2 separate regions of the Sus scrofa genome follow, and region 2 is linked to region 1. Evidence: chromatin contacts called from public Hi-C data. All regions are on one chromosome and are shown on one strand. The core of a region is the stretch at or near the end of the contact, and the rest is flanking DNA. Distances in the headings are between cores, read along the strand shown. Region 1 holds the start of ATP2A1 (ATPase sarcoplasmic/endoplasmic reticulum Ca2+ transporting 1). Region 2 holds the start of SPNS1 (sphingolipid transporter 1 (putative)).

Region 1 (6,848 bases), core at 985-3,484:
GTTGGCAGCTCTATCCTGTAAAGCCTGCCCCCTTCCCTCGGCCTCAGGTTCTCAAGTCCCTTGAAGCCCAGATCTCTTCCGTCTTTCCGTCCTCTCCCCCTTCTCCATGTTTGGGCATTTCCTGCTCTTTTAAGACAGTGCCCCTGTCACTCCTCCAGGTGGTGGTGGGGAGAAGCCAGCCAGCACCCACAGGAGGCTTGGCAGATGCTGAGCCTGACTCTGGCCTGAGAAGGTGGGTGCCTGGCCAGGTGGAGTTTCTGTGGATGTGACCCCAACACGCCCACCCCATTGTCTGAGCCCCCACCCTGGTCACAGTCACCGCAGGACTCGGCTTCAGGGAGGGGGTTGTTGGAACCACAAAAAGGAGTGGGGGAGGAGCACCGTGTCCTCAACTCACCCCAGAGGCCGCCACCCCCCCATCCAGGCAGAAGAAAGGATGGCTATGGTGGGGGGGGGCTGAGTCCTTCAGTGCCATCCATCCTGCTGGCTCAGTCACCGTCCCCCCCCCCAAAAAAAGCGGGGCTTCCTTTTCCTTTGCCCCGCTGTCTCCTAGGCCATTGCCTACTTAGGAGCCTGAGCACCAGACAGAGAAGCAGCCTTGAGAACCCCGCGGTCCATCCGCCTCCCTGTTCATTTCAGGAAACCAAAGCCTAGACCAAGGAAGGACTTGAGGGCAGGGCCCCGAGGCCGCTGCTTCCCCTCACCTCTTCCCATTCTCTCCCTGACCCTTTCTCCTCTCTCTGCCCTCCTCCTCCCCTGCCCACACCCCGTGCTACCCTCCGTGTGCTCCTGCTCCTGCCGCAGCTGCCCTCGTTGCAAACCAAAAGATGCCCCGATGCTGCTGGAGCAGAGGTGGGGGTGGGGCTGGCGTTAGAGCAGCTGCTTCTCCGAGGAAGCTGATACCCAGGCCAGCCGTTCAGCAACAACTTGTGGCTTTGCACCCAGCCCTGGGCCCCCACCCACCTGGCTGCCACATGCCAGCTCCCTGCCGTCCCTTTTCCCCACCGCTCCTCAGACTTCCCTCTGACCCTCGCGGCCCCGTCTCTCTGCCCCCTGCTCTGTCTGTCCTTATTTCCCCTAGACCTGTCCCCATCAATCTGCCTGCCGGCCATTCCTCTAGTCTGGAGCCTCTGCTTTACCCCCTCCCCCAGGGGCCCCTTGCCATGATGCCCCTTTCCTCCGGCCTCTGCCCACGGGGTGTGCCCAGCACCTGAGCATGCAGCGCTGGTCCTCGCTCGCTGTCTGCTAGCACAGCTACGCCACCTGGGGTCTGCCACGTAAACCCCGCATTTCAAAGACTGCCTGGGGTGGGATGAGGTGACCCTCATTCTGTGACTTAGGGTGACCCCTGCCCCCATTCGGAAACATTGATCCCTCCCCCTCTGCCATCAGCACATTCTGTAGGCTCTTGGATTACCCGGCTGTCTGGGTATCCCATTTTCTTGGTAGGGGGGGGATTCCCTGTCAGGGATGGGGGGGCCCAAAGGCTCCGTTCCCAGAGGCTGACTTAGAGCAATGGGGCGTGGGGGGGGGGTTGGGGGAGAGACAGGCCGTCCTGGCTTTGGTCACCAGGGCCTGGACACTAAATCCCTTGTTGATGGCTGCAGCAAGCCCTCCCTAGGGTAGGGTTACCATCTTCTGCCCTGTCCCCTGACCCTCTCCCCTCCTTCCTTCCCCTGGTCCCTCTAGAGCCACTTCCTCTCACCCCCAAAGGATGTTCTCCCTCTTTTCAAGTCCTGGAGGGTTGGAGTATCTCTGCTGCCTTTTCCACAAACTAAGGAAGGAGGAGACTGTGGCTGTAGGAACAGGTTCAGAGAGGATGAGGCAGCGGGGTGGGGGTGGGGGGTTGAAGGAGGGAGCGCAGGAAAATGAGAGATGAAGGCCTGAGAGGAGACGTGGCCTTAAGAAGGGGAGAGGGGGAGGTTGGAATAGGAAGTTCAGTGCAGCTGAAGAAGTCGAGGCAATTTCAGGAGGGCTCACCCCTGAAGACAGAAAGCGAAGTCTCTCCCTACCCCCCCCCTTCCCTGGGGCTGGGGCCACCTTAGCTTCCCTCATGAGTGACATCTCAGGCTGCAGCCCCACTGTTCCCCCTCTGTCAGCAGAAATATCTCTCTCTTCTGACCCCTCCTGCTGGAGTCTCAGCCAGCCAATCCCTGATCTGGGGGAGGGGGGAGCCTGCCCCCCCCACTCCCTCATAAGGACCAGCTGGGGGCTGGGGGGGGTGGCCGGCTGCTGCAAGTGGGACTGGGGTCAGAGCTTCGTGGAGGGAAGAATAAGCTGGGGGGGGTAGGAGAGAGAGAGGAAGAAACCCAGACGGACAGGCAGGTGGACACACTGAGGAAGGCCCCCCACGCGTGAGGAAACCCCCCCAGAAGGAACAGACCGCCCCCTGGCCCCCAGGAAGGGAGCACCATGGAGGCTGCACACTCCAAGACCACAGAAGAATGTTTGGCCTATTTTGGGGTGAGCGAGACCACAGGCCTCACCCCGGACCAAGTTAAGCGGCATCTGGAGAAATACGGCCACAATGGTAAGTGTCCCTTGCAGGAGAGGCCGGTCGTGCCCTCCCGCATCTGCACAACACACACATGGACTCACACTCACACACCAGGGCCTTGCGCTCCAGGGGATCCTAGGGAGGAGACAGGTCATGGACCAATGACTGCAGGGGAGGGGAGGATACTGAGAAAACAGGGTCCCTGAGACCCAGAGATTGGAGAAGTTCTATGGATAACCTTGGTGAACCTCAGCTGCCCTTTTGGTGGCCTGATTCTCTTACCTTAGCCACAAAGTCCTGGGTGCGGGCGGCATTGCACTGAATGCCAAATGAATGTGTCCTTTTCTTCTTTCTCTCTGGGCAGAGCTCCCTGCTGAGGAAGGTAAGTTCCACCTCTTCCCCTCTGTGCCCCACTCCCTTCTTCCTGCCCTCTCCTTCTGACTCCTGGGACAAATGTTCCTCCCCAAAGGTTAGAGCCTGGCCCGGGGCAGAAGTTTCCGGGCACTTTCTCCTTGAGGCATCCAGCCCTTGAACAACTGCCCACTCCTTGGAGGAGCCTGTTTTTGGACTCCTGGCCTGTTCCCTCAGCCCTTTTCTCAGCATCAAATGGCCTGCCCATCACCACAGACCCTTTCTGCTCCAGGCTGGATCCCAGCCTGCACCCAGAGTCCCAGCCGGTCATCTGTTAGACCTTAACCCCGAGGGCTCCCTCCCCTTGCTTCTTCCCCCAGGGAAGTCCCTGTGGGAGCTGGTGATAGAGCAGTTTGAAGACCTCCTAGTGCGGATCCTTCTCCTGGCCGCCTGCATTTCCTTTGTAAGTGTGGGAGGGCCTCTGGGGGCTGGCTGGGGCTGTGGGTTGGGGGGATCTGGAGAGTCTGCTGGCGACCGGCTCCAAATCATGGGTTCCTCTAGTCCGAGCCTTCAGCATCCTATTCTCCAGACCAGAACCGAGAGAGGTGGGGTGACGCTGATTTGCATATTCCTCTGTCCTCCCCCACACCCCACAGGCAGGTTTTATTTTAAGCTTTAGGGTGTTCTCAGCCAAAACATTGAAGCTAAGCCGCCCCCGGAGCTTCAAGGGCTCCGAGGTCTCGGGTTACCCCCCTAAGCGCTCCGCGGCTGGGCTCCACGGCTCACACGCCGCCGCTGAGGTTCCCAGGCCACCACTGCTCCCGGCATGCCGCGGGACGCACAAACCGCTCCACCAATCCCTGAGCATCCTGACACCCCGGCCCCGCCCTCCTGGCGCTGATTGGTTGAAGCAAAGACTCCCTCCCAGAGGCGGGAAAAAGCGGCTGGTGCCAGGGTGACTCCAAAAGCACCTAATGGCCCAGACCCCTCATCTGTCTCTGAGCTTCGCCTCCCAACTCCCCCCATCGGGGCTGGAACTCCGGGATCCCCCTCCTCACCCACCTGACCTGACCTGACCCTTCCCCCTCACAGCCTCAGGGCCGCCCCCACCGCCCTCTTAAGGCCCTGGCACCTCTCCTGCCCTGGAGCTCCCCTCAGCACCCACCATCCCAGCATCCAGCCTGCATTTGAGAGTTTCTTCCTTAACATCTTAGTTCTCAAAGACAAGACTCTGGAGGCCCCAAAGTCCCCGTGTCCCCTGGTCTCTATAGTGGAGGCCCCGTGGGCCCCTGAGTACTAGCTGGCAGGGCCTCCCTTCTCCTTCTCAGATTTGCTCCTTGACATTTGCCTGGGGCTGTTGCCTGGCAGTGGCAACAGCTGGGGTGGGGTGTGTACAGGAGGCCCCGTAACACTATCCCCCCCTCCTGCTCCCTCTTGAAATTGGAGCTTCCCTGCCTCGTCTTGCTGTGGGGGAGGGCCATGGGTGGGCCCAGCGCCTGCAGGGACCACAGGGTCTTGCCTAGCGCGTTTTGGCTCCTGTGGGATGGATGTGGCTCAGGGGGCAGTTGGCCTGGGTGTCCCCGGAGCTTCGTTTACAAGCCAACTACTTGGTCAGGGAAACCTGAAAGCATTCCCAGCTAATCCCTGAGCTGTGCATGTCTGTGCCCGCCTGTGCCCGCTGAATATCAGCAACCGCCGGGCTCGTGTGAGTCTGGGCCATGGAGCGTGTCGGCCCTCAAAGCGACGTGGGGCGGCGGTGCTCCTGTGATGCCCCGTCCCATTTGCTCCTGTGCAGGTTCTCACCTCCATTTCTTCTCCTCACCCCTGTGGGGGGGGGGAAGAGTGTGGGGGGGCTTAATTACCCATTCTCCTCCCTTCCCTTGTTCCCAGGTGCTGGCCTGGTTTGAGGAAGGCGAAGAGACAGTCACTGCCTTTGTCGAGCCCTTTGTCATCCTCTTGATCCTCATTGCCAACGCCATTGTGGGAGTTTGGCAGGTTAGCTTTGACGCTGCCTCATTCCTTCACATCCTGACACTGAACACTGAACGTGAGGCCAGCCTCCGTCCCCGTCTCCTCCTCCTCCTCCTCCTCCATCACCTCCCCTGGGCTTGCCTTGTTCTCTGGTCCTTTTGCTCAGTTTGGAAAAGGAACAGAACATTGGAAGGACGGGGGGGGGGGGGGGACTGGTCCCTACTGTCACTTGCTGGCTGTACAACCCTGGGCAAGTTCCTTCATCTCTCTGAATCTCAGTTTCCTTGTCTATAAAATGAGGCTCATCATCCCGGCCCTCAGAATTGTGGTGACACGTAACAAGACAATGAGTGTGAACGTGCCCAGCCCTGTGTGTGGCCTATGGGAGGATTTCTGCAAATGCTAGTTTGATGTCCTTTTTTCTCTTACCTTATACCATCCTCTGCTTTTCCTATCCCCTGCTTTCTGATTTTTTTTAAATTCTCCTTCCAAACTCCTCTGCCTGTTCTAGGCTGTGAGTCAGTTTCCTGAACACACACATGCACACACACACCCCTTCATGTTGGGTCGGGGGTGGGGGGGGGATTGTCTTCTTCCCTGGGCCAGGAGCCAGGACTGCATAACCTGCCTCCTTCCCTGTGATGCCCCCACTTCCCCCGGGGACTCCGGTCCCTACTCTTCTGAACCTACACCACTTGCATCCTCCAGGACCAGTGCCCTCTCATCCCACCACCTCCCTTCCTCTGCCAACCCTCCTCTCCTCAACCCTGTCCCCCCAGGAGCGGAATGCAGAGAATGCCATTGAGGCTCTGAAGGAATATGAGCCCGAGATGGGGAAGGTCTACCGGGCTGACCGCAAGGCAGTACAAAGGATCAAGGCCCGAGACATTGTCCCCGGAGACATCGTGGAGGTGGCGGGTAAGTGATGGGGACGAGTGGTCCAGGATGGGTCCGAGGCCAAGAAGATGTGTATGTGGAGAGTGGGGGCTGGTTGGCCCTTGATCGTGGTGTCCAGAAGGTAGCCGGGATGGTGGACTTTCTGCTTCTCCTTCCCAGACTCCTCAGGAGGTCACCCCAGGGCACGGTGGCCAGAGCACCCCCCCTCTCCGTCAGCGTCTCAGCAGGAACAGCCAGTCCTGTCCCTGAAGCTGCAGGCAGACCCCCTGCTCCCCCTCCTCTCCCCGAGCACTTGCAGGCAACAGGTGGAACCCAGGCCCTGCCAATGGCCCCGTCTCCACCCCCACCCTCCTGAGGCCTGGCTTCCCTCTCCTTCCACCCACCCCCAAGCTTGGTCAGCTTTAAATCTTGACCTCTCGGTGCCCTTGAGGCCTCTTGAAGGGGAAGGAGCGAGGGGAGAAGGGAGGAGGGGGGCCAGAGGCTCAAGCCCCCGACCATGTAAGGGAAACTCAGGCCCCGGGCAGAGAGCACGGGACCTGGGAGGAGGGGAGCGCAAGGAGGGCCCCGCCTCTCCGGTGAGGGACACTTAATGCCTGACCAGGGAGGGGTGGGGGCCGGGTGGCTAAGATTACTGGGATTCTGCCCCCTTCAGCGGTTTTTATATTTGCCCCGTGCAGGCCTTCCCACGTCTCCAGGCCCCTGGCATAGGGAGATGTCTCTTTCTAGGCCTGCTTCCCTCCACCGGACACCCAAGTCGCCACTCTTGGGAAGCTTGGAGTCAGGGAGGGAGGGCGGGCTGAAGACCCCGGTGCCCCATCCCAGGGCGGTCCTGCCGCGGTGATAGTTTGGAGTCAGCGCCATGCATGTCTATAAATATCATTTGAGCTTTGGTGACGGTGTCCCGCCCAGCTCCCTTGCCGCCTCCTCCCTCCTCTGTCAGCTTCCTCTGGCACAGGAGGAGCAACCTTAGGAACAGGGAAAGGAAAGCAGCCAAACCCCATCCCCAGCACCATCCTGGGGACCAGGCGGGACCAGGCGGGGAGGTGCTTAGCTCCGCAGGGGCATCTGAGTGGAGGGGGCGGGCATCCGCCATGTCCCCCAGGCGCTCGGGTTCCTGGTCTGACCCCCTCCT
Region 2 (6,973 bases), core at 810-3,309, 82 kb after region 1:
ATTGTATCTTCCTTAATGACCAATGGTGTCATATTCTTGTTGGCCATTCATTTATCTTTTGCGAGATGTCTGTTCAAATCTTTTGCCCACTTAAAAAATTATGTTTTTTAGTGTTCGTCGTGGCTCAATGGAAACAAATCTGACTAGTATCCATGAGGATGTAGGTTTGACCCCTGGCCTTGCTCAGTGGATTAAGGATCCGGCATTGCCGTGAGCTGTGGTGTAAGTCACAGACGCAGCTTAGATCTGGCGTTGCTGTGGTGCAACGGGATCAGCGGTGTCTAAGGAGCACTGGGATTTGGGTTCCATACCTGGCCCTGCAGTGGGTTAACGATCTGGTGCTGTCACAGCTGAGGCTTGGTCTCAACTGCAGCTCAGATCTGATCCCTAACCTGGGAATTTTACATGCCTCGGGGCAGCCAAAAAGAAAAAAAAAAGTTCTTTAGGGAGTTCCCATTGTGGCTCAGCAGGTTAAGAATCAAACAAGTATGAAGATGAAGGTTCAATCCCTGGCCTCGTTCAGTGGGTTAAGGATCTGACATTGCAGCAAGCAGCAGCGTAAGTCACAGACAAGGCTCGGATCTGGTGTTGCTGCGGCTGTGGTGTAGGCTGGCAGCTGCAGCTCCGATTTGACCCCTAGTCTGGGAACTTCCATATGCCATAGGTGTGGCCCTAAAAATAAAATAAATAAGTAAATAAATAAAAGTTCTTTATACACCTGGATATAAGTCACTTGTTGGATACATGCTTTGCAAATACTTCCTTCCAGTCTGTGGTTTGCCTTTTCATTTGACAGGTGCAATTTTACATGTGTATGGATAGCTGTCCCCTTCAGATAAGCTCCAGATAAATCTGCATTTGCCTGACACCGGATACAATGCCAGGCATAGAGTACACGCTCAACAGTACTGAGGAAATTCAGTGAATACAATCTGAAATCCCTCTCCATCTCTTTCTTTTAGGCCCACATGGCAGACTAGGCTTAATGTTCTGAAACATGAAGTACCTCCTGGGGCAATACCAAGTAGGTCCGGGACTCAGGTTTCAGGTAAGGCCTCTTGGGGGCCTCAAGATCTTAGGAGACTAGAATTTCAGCAGAGGGGCTTAGAGGTCTGGTTGGAAGAGGGATCTTGAAGTTGTATTTGCATAGAACTTCACTAATTTTACTTAGAGTGTATGTTTATCAGCTGTAGCTTGGTGATTGGGGCAGGGAGGTGCCAAGCAACCAAGCTGTTTTGGTGCCAAGGCTCTGTAGTCTTTGAGCCCAGTCTGCAGCTTGGCCTCCTGAGCCCCTGACTGTTCCAAGAGAGACCATTAGAAGGCGCAAGGGCTTCGGTCCCGTTAGAGGTGAGGGAAAAACCGACTCCACACGCGGTGGATAAATTCTGGGGAGGCTTTCTTCAACGCCTGCAGGGAAAGCTCAGGGGTTTAGAGGGAGCTGACCGGGGCCAGGCAAGAGGCCAGGACTGGGAGCCGCTGTTCACCATTCATTCATCACTGAGCATGTATGAAGCCCCAAACGGACACAGAAGGTAAGAGCGTAAGAACTGTTCCTTGCATATGGAGTTCCCAGGGGTCGAATGTGAGCTGTAGCCACCGGTCTACACCAGAGCCACAGCAACGCGGGATCCGAGCCGCGTCTGCGACTTACACCACAGCTCACGGCAACGCCGGATCCTTAACCCGCTGAGAAAGGCCAGGGATCGAACCCGCAACCGCATGGTTCCTAGTTGGATTCGTTTTGGCTGTGCCAGGACGGGAACTCCAATTTCCAGACCCTTTTAACATTCCATTATCTAATCTGATCTCGTTCGATAAGAAGCAGGCCTTGCAGATAAGGAAGCCGAGATTCAGACGGGCAGGGACTCGCACTAGGTCACCTAGACTCCTTTAGGTCGTCTGTCGGTCCTGCCTGAAAAACTGGGTGGAGAGCTCCCGCTGCGCCCTCAGTCACGTGATGCGAGAGCGGCTGAGAAGCCGCAGGGGCGCGCGCGGCCTCCGTAGTCGCGTCGGGGCTGACCCACCTTGGCGTTCACCGCCCCCAGCCCAGCTCTGGTGTCACATGACCGGCTCTTAGGCAACATGGCGGCGGCCGTGGGGCAGAGCCGGGGCTGAGGGATCGCGAGTGGGCTCCTACCGGGGGTGAAGGGTGCCTCAGCTGGGGGAGTAGGGGACTCGAACCTCAACCCATTCCTGTCCCCGACCTCACCGGGTTCCACTCTTCTCCTCCGCGCGGTGTGTCTGCCGGGGCGGGGACGCATGATAGAGCCCGGGTTCCATCCCCGGTGCTCTGGGCTTCGGGGCAAGCTCCTCCCGGTCTCCCGGCGCACCTGCTTTGCCTGGGTTCCCCCTCCATCCTCCTTTCTCCAGCCTCCTCCCCACGCAGGGATCGTCAGTGGGACCGGAGCGCGGGCGGGCGCGACCCCCCGGGACCATGTCCGGGTCCGACTCCACGCCCTTCCTCAGCCAGGCGGATGACACGGATGACGGACCGGCGCCCGGCATCCCGGGCTTGCCGGGGCCCATGGGGAACCCGAAGTCCGAGGATCCCGAGGTCCTGGACCGGGAGGGACTGCAGCGCATCACGGGCTTGTCTTCAGGCCGCTCGGCTCTCATAGTGGCGGTGCTGTGCTATATCAACCTCCTCAACTACATGGACCGCTTCACCGTGGCTGGTACTGACTTCAGGGAGAAAGTTAGAAGAGGGGAAGGGAGCGGGTTTCCGAAGGTGGGGCGGCCTCGGCCAGCGCATCCTGAGTCTTCTTCTTCCCAGGCGTCCTTCCGGACATCGAGCAGTTCTTCGACATCGGAGACGGTAGCTCCGGCCTCATTCAGACCGGTGAGTGGAGGTTCCCTCCTGGGGGCACAGCAGATCTTTTATCTTGTCTACTCCAGTTGGGGCTGCATCCTGGCATGCCTGGGGAGTCATTTGTGCGAGGTACCGTGGCCAGAGGGCTGTGATTTTTGCCCTGAGGCGGTCCTGTTGAGTTAGGAGCCATATTTACAGAGAATTAAAGAGGGAGTCAGTTCATTGTCACGGTGAAGTCAGACCTGGGTTTCAATCTCAGCTTTCCACGTAATGTGATCGCTGGCAAGGCTCTCAATCTCTCTAAGCCTCACTTTCCTTGTGGGTGAGATGGAGTTCGTAATAACCCAGCTCACCCCTTGGGACCGATGTGAGGGTTAGATGAGATAGTGCTGGTGAAGTGCATAGGACAGTGTTGGAAAATGCTGGGCACCCAGTAAATAATGGAGCAGAGTGTCTGGAAAGGGGAGAGGTGAGTTTTACTTGTTCAGAACTTGGGATTTGTGGGAGGGCCAAAGCCAGGGCCAAGTCTCTTTTCCTTCCTTCTCTCCTTCATTTCTGTGCTGGTAGCAGGTGGAGGCCCTGGAGCTAATAACATCCAAAGAACTTGGCCAAACCTTTTACACCCATTGTCTTCTAATCCTTTTATCAGCCAAGGAATCCTTATTATTATTTTATAGAGGCAGTAGGTAGTATTATCTGCATTTATATAAAGAAACTGAGGCTAGGAGAAGAGTTAAGACTTGCCTGGGGTCACACAACAAAAGGCAGAAGAGGAGTTGGAAACCAGGTTTTGCAGTGTTTTTTTTTTTTTTTTTTTTTTTTTTTTTTTTTTTTGCTGCCCTCCAGGCTGCTAAGGAACTGGAGGTATTTAAGCCAACGTTCCATGGAATGAAAATGAGATCATAGGTCCAGGTCTGCAAAGCTCTTAAAAGTTGTTGAGTTTAGGGGAGCTCCCATTGTGGCTCAGTAGAAATGAATCTGACTAGTATCCACGAGGATGTGGGTTTGACCCCTGGCCTCACTCAGTGGGTTAAGGATCCGGTGTTGCTGTGAGCTGGGGTGTACGTCACAGACAAGGCAGCTTGGATCTGGTGTTGCTGGGCTGTGGCATAGGATGGCAGCTGCAGCTCCAACTCGACCCCTAGCCTGGGAACTTTCATATGCTGCAGATGCAACTCTAAAAAAAAAGAAAGAAAGAAAAAAAATTTTTTTTTTTTTTGGTCTTTTCTAGGGCCGCTTCTGCGGCATATGGGGATTCCCAGGCTAGGGGTCTAATCGGAGCCATAGCCACGGGCCTAAGCCAGAGCCACAGCAACGCGGGATCCAAGCCGCGTCTGCGACCTACGCCACAGCTCACTGCAACGCTGGATCCTTAACCCACTGAGCAAGGCCAGGGATCGAACCCGCAACCTCATGGTTCCTAGTCAGACTCGTTAACCGCTGCGCCACGACGGGAACTCCAAAAAGTTGTTGAGTTTAGATAAGAAACAGGTTTTTCTCAGCAGCCCCGTTCATGTTTTCATGCAACACAAGTGTGTTGAGCACCTGTTTTGTGCTGGGCAGTAACTGTTCAGTAAAAGAAGACAGAACAAATGTGGTAAAGACAATGGATATGTGATGGATGGGAAGGTTTCTGAGCTGAAGGTGAAGGAGCTTAGTTAGGTCTGTGAAGCTCAGAGAAGAGGAGAGACCATTCCAGACAGTGAGGACAGCAGGTGCCCAAAGCCTTAAGATGGTATTGAATCTGGCAGTTGGACCTTTGGGAGGCAGCGAGGGATGAATGTGAGGTTGAGAAGGTAGCGAAGGGCCAGATCAGATAAGTGTGTTTTGGCCAAGATACGGAGTTTGGATTTTGTTCTCGACTGGATGAAAGTGAGGCGTCAGCTGCGCCATCCCTTCTACGGTGGAAGATTTGAAAGATGTTTCAGGAGTTCTCTTGTGGCTCACGGGGTGAAGAACTGGCTAGTATCCCAGAGGATTTGGGTCCAATCCCCGGCCTCGCTAGGGTTAGGGATCTGGCGTTGCCATAAGCTGCAGCGTAGGTCACAGATGCGGCTCCGATCTGGCATGGCTGTGGCTGTGACCAGCAGCTACAGCTCCAATTGGACCCCTAGCCTAGGAACTTCCATATGCCACAGGAGCACCCCTAAAAAAAAAGACAAAAAAAAAAAAGAATGTTTCAGATGGGGCCGGGCTCCCCGCTCCCTGCCACCACACTTAGGAAGCTCTGGTAGTTTCTGGGTGGGAATTATTTCCCCCCCGCCCCCGCTTCTTCCCTGAGCTGGGGTGGGGGTTGGGGTAGGAATACTGGGGCTGGGCTGTGACTCTCTGCTTCCCCCCAGTGTTCATCTCCAGTTACATGGTGTTGGCACCTGTGTTTGGCTACCTGGGTGACAGGTACAATCGGAAGTATCTCATGTGCGGGGGCATTGCCTTCTGGTCCTTGGTGACACTGGGGTCATCCTTCATCCCCAAAGAGGTGAGGTCCCACGCTGGCTCCTGCTTCTGCCCCCCACCCCACCCCCGCCTCCTCCATCAGTCTTTGCTGTTGTTCTTTGGAGTCACTGAAGACAGGACCAAGGGAGCTTGTGCAATTTCCTTGGTCCAACTTCTATCCCCTCCTTGCCTGAGTTATCCGCCTATCCCCTCCTCTCCCCTTTTATTCCAGAACCTTCTTCCGTCCGTCATCCCTTCTCCCCCTGACCATTGACTCTTCCCACTGCACACTTAAAACACTCAGGTTTCTCTGCCACGAGAAGGACCTTATCGACCGCCCTCTCTCCATCTTCCTCTTCCCGAAAGGACCCCTGGACTAGCTCCAGTCTGGGTGAAAGAGCAGCCAGAAGGAAGCTCTTCTTTGCCTGCCCTTCCTCTCCTCCCTCTCCCCCCTTGAGCGCTGCTGGTTAACCTGCCCCCACCTGGCCACTGCCAAAGTCAACAGCGCCCTCTCAATTGCTAACTGTAGCTCCTATTTCCTTGTCCTGTTGTTGCTAGACCTCCTGAGAGCCTCTGGCTCTGTTGACCCACTTCTTCCTTCCAGAAACTCCCTTCACCTTCCTCGATGCCCCTCTTCTGGTGTTTGTCCTGCCTCCCTAGCTCTTGCATCTTTGCCCCTTTGAAATCTCCTCTGTCTGTTGTTCTCACTCTCTGCCCTTGGACTCTGTCTCCTCTGCCCCAGACACAAGATAGGCTCATTGAGCGATTGTGCCTTGTCTTGAGCTTCTGGTGTCCTTGGGAGACGAATAAACCCCCACCTAAGATCATTATTCACTATTGGGGTGTCTTAGGTGGGTTGGGCAAGACAGAAGCTAAGATTGACTTGTGCACCTGCTGGGTGCAAGGTGATGAAGCATCCTTTGGTTGTCCAGTTCTCACACTAGTTATGTGAACAGTTGTTATTATTCCCCTTTTGCAGATAAGGAAACAGAGGCTCAGAGAGGTTAAGTTGCTTTCTCAAAGTCACAGCTAGTACGTAGTGGAGCCAGGATTCAAGCTCAGGTCTGTTTGATTTGAAAACCCAGGCCTCTCCTGCCATCCCCATCACCTTCTCAGAGCTGGCTGGTGAGGTTGGCCGGGAGGCTGGCCGCCAGGTGGGGTGCCACTTCCCCCGTGTCTCGTTCCCCAGCGATTCTGGCTGCTCCTTCTGACCCGGGGCCTGGTGGGGGTTGGGGAGGCCAGTTACTCCACCATCGCGCCCACCCTCATCGCTGACCTCTTCGTGGCAGACCAGCGGAGTCGGATGCTCAGCGTGTTCTACTTTGCCATCCCGGTGGGCAGGTGAGGGGACCTCGGGCATGGCGGGGAGGCAGAAGGGCTTTGCCTGGGATGTGACTGACCAGCTGTCTCTCCCCAACCCACTGCAGTGGTCTGGGTTACATCGCAGGCTCCAAAGTGAAAGATGTGGCCGGGGACTGGCACTGGGCTCTGAGGGTGAGTCTGGTCACAGCCTGGGAGAAGCTCAATAATATGCTCATTGATTCCTCCTTTTCTACCTTCAAACATCCAGTTTTTAAGGCAGTGCTCACTCTGCCAAGCCTGCAGGAAGCCTAGCTGCCCTCACCATGAAGCCATATGATAGACCAAACTCTTGGTTGCAGATGACAAAAAACCCATTGTAAAACTGTAAGCCCTCAAATGGGACTGTATTGGCTCTGATAATAGAAA

What was found. A called contact is a pair of places that touch in the nucleus more often than the background predicts.
Region 2: a Hi-C map of skeletal muscle shows a contact between it and region 1, with 3 times the contacts expected there. The contact joins the promoter of SPNS1 here to the promoter of ATP2A1 in region 1. A contact is called at or near these places in 3 of 47 Hi-C or Micro-C datasets (embryonic fibroblasts, liver and skeletal muscle) and 2 of 2 datasets of contacts at active chromatin or transcription factors (alveolar macrophages and skeletal muscle).

What each region holds. Positions count from the first base shown.
Region 1 is chr3:18,545,759-18,552,606 of Sscrofa11.1, forward strand. ATP2A1 (ATPase sarcoplasmic/endoplasmic reticulum Ca2+ transporting 1) reads left to right here and starts at 2,235. Exons shown (of 23, transcript NM_001204393.1): 1 at 2,235-2,530; 2 at 2,862-2,879; 3 at 3,229-3,311; 4 at 4,739-4,843; 5 at 5,599-5,737. The coding sequence starts at 2,413.
Region 2 is chr3:18,627,587-18,634,559 of Sscrofa11.1, forward strand. SPNS1 (sphingolipid transporter 1 (putative)) reads left to right here and starts at 2,060. Exons shown (of 13, transcript NM_001243020.1): 1 at 2,060-2,675; 2 at 2,774-2,839; 3 at 5,152-5,288; 4 at 6,435-6,586; 5 at 6,673-6,739. The coding sequence starts at 2,435.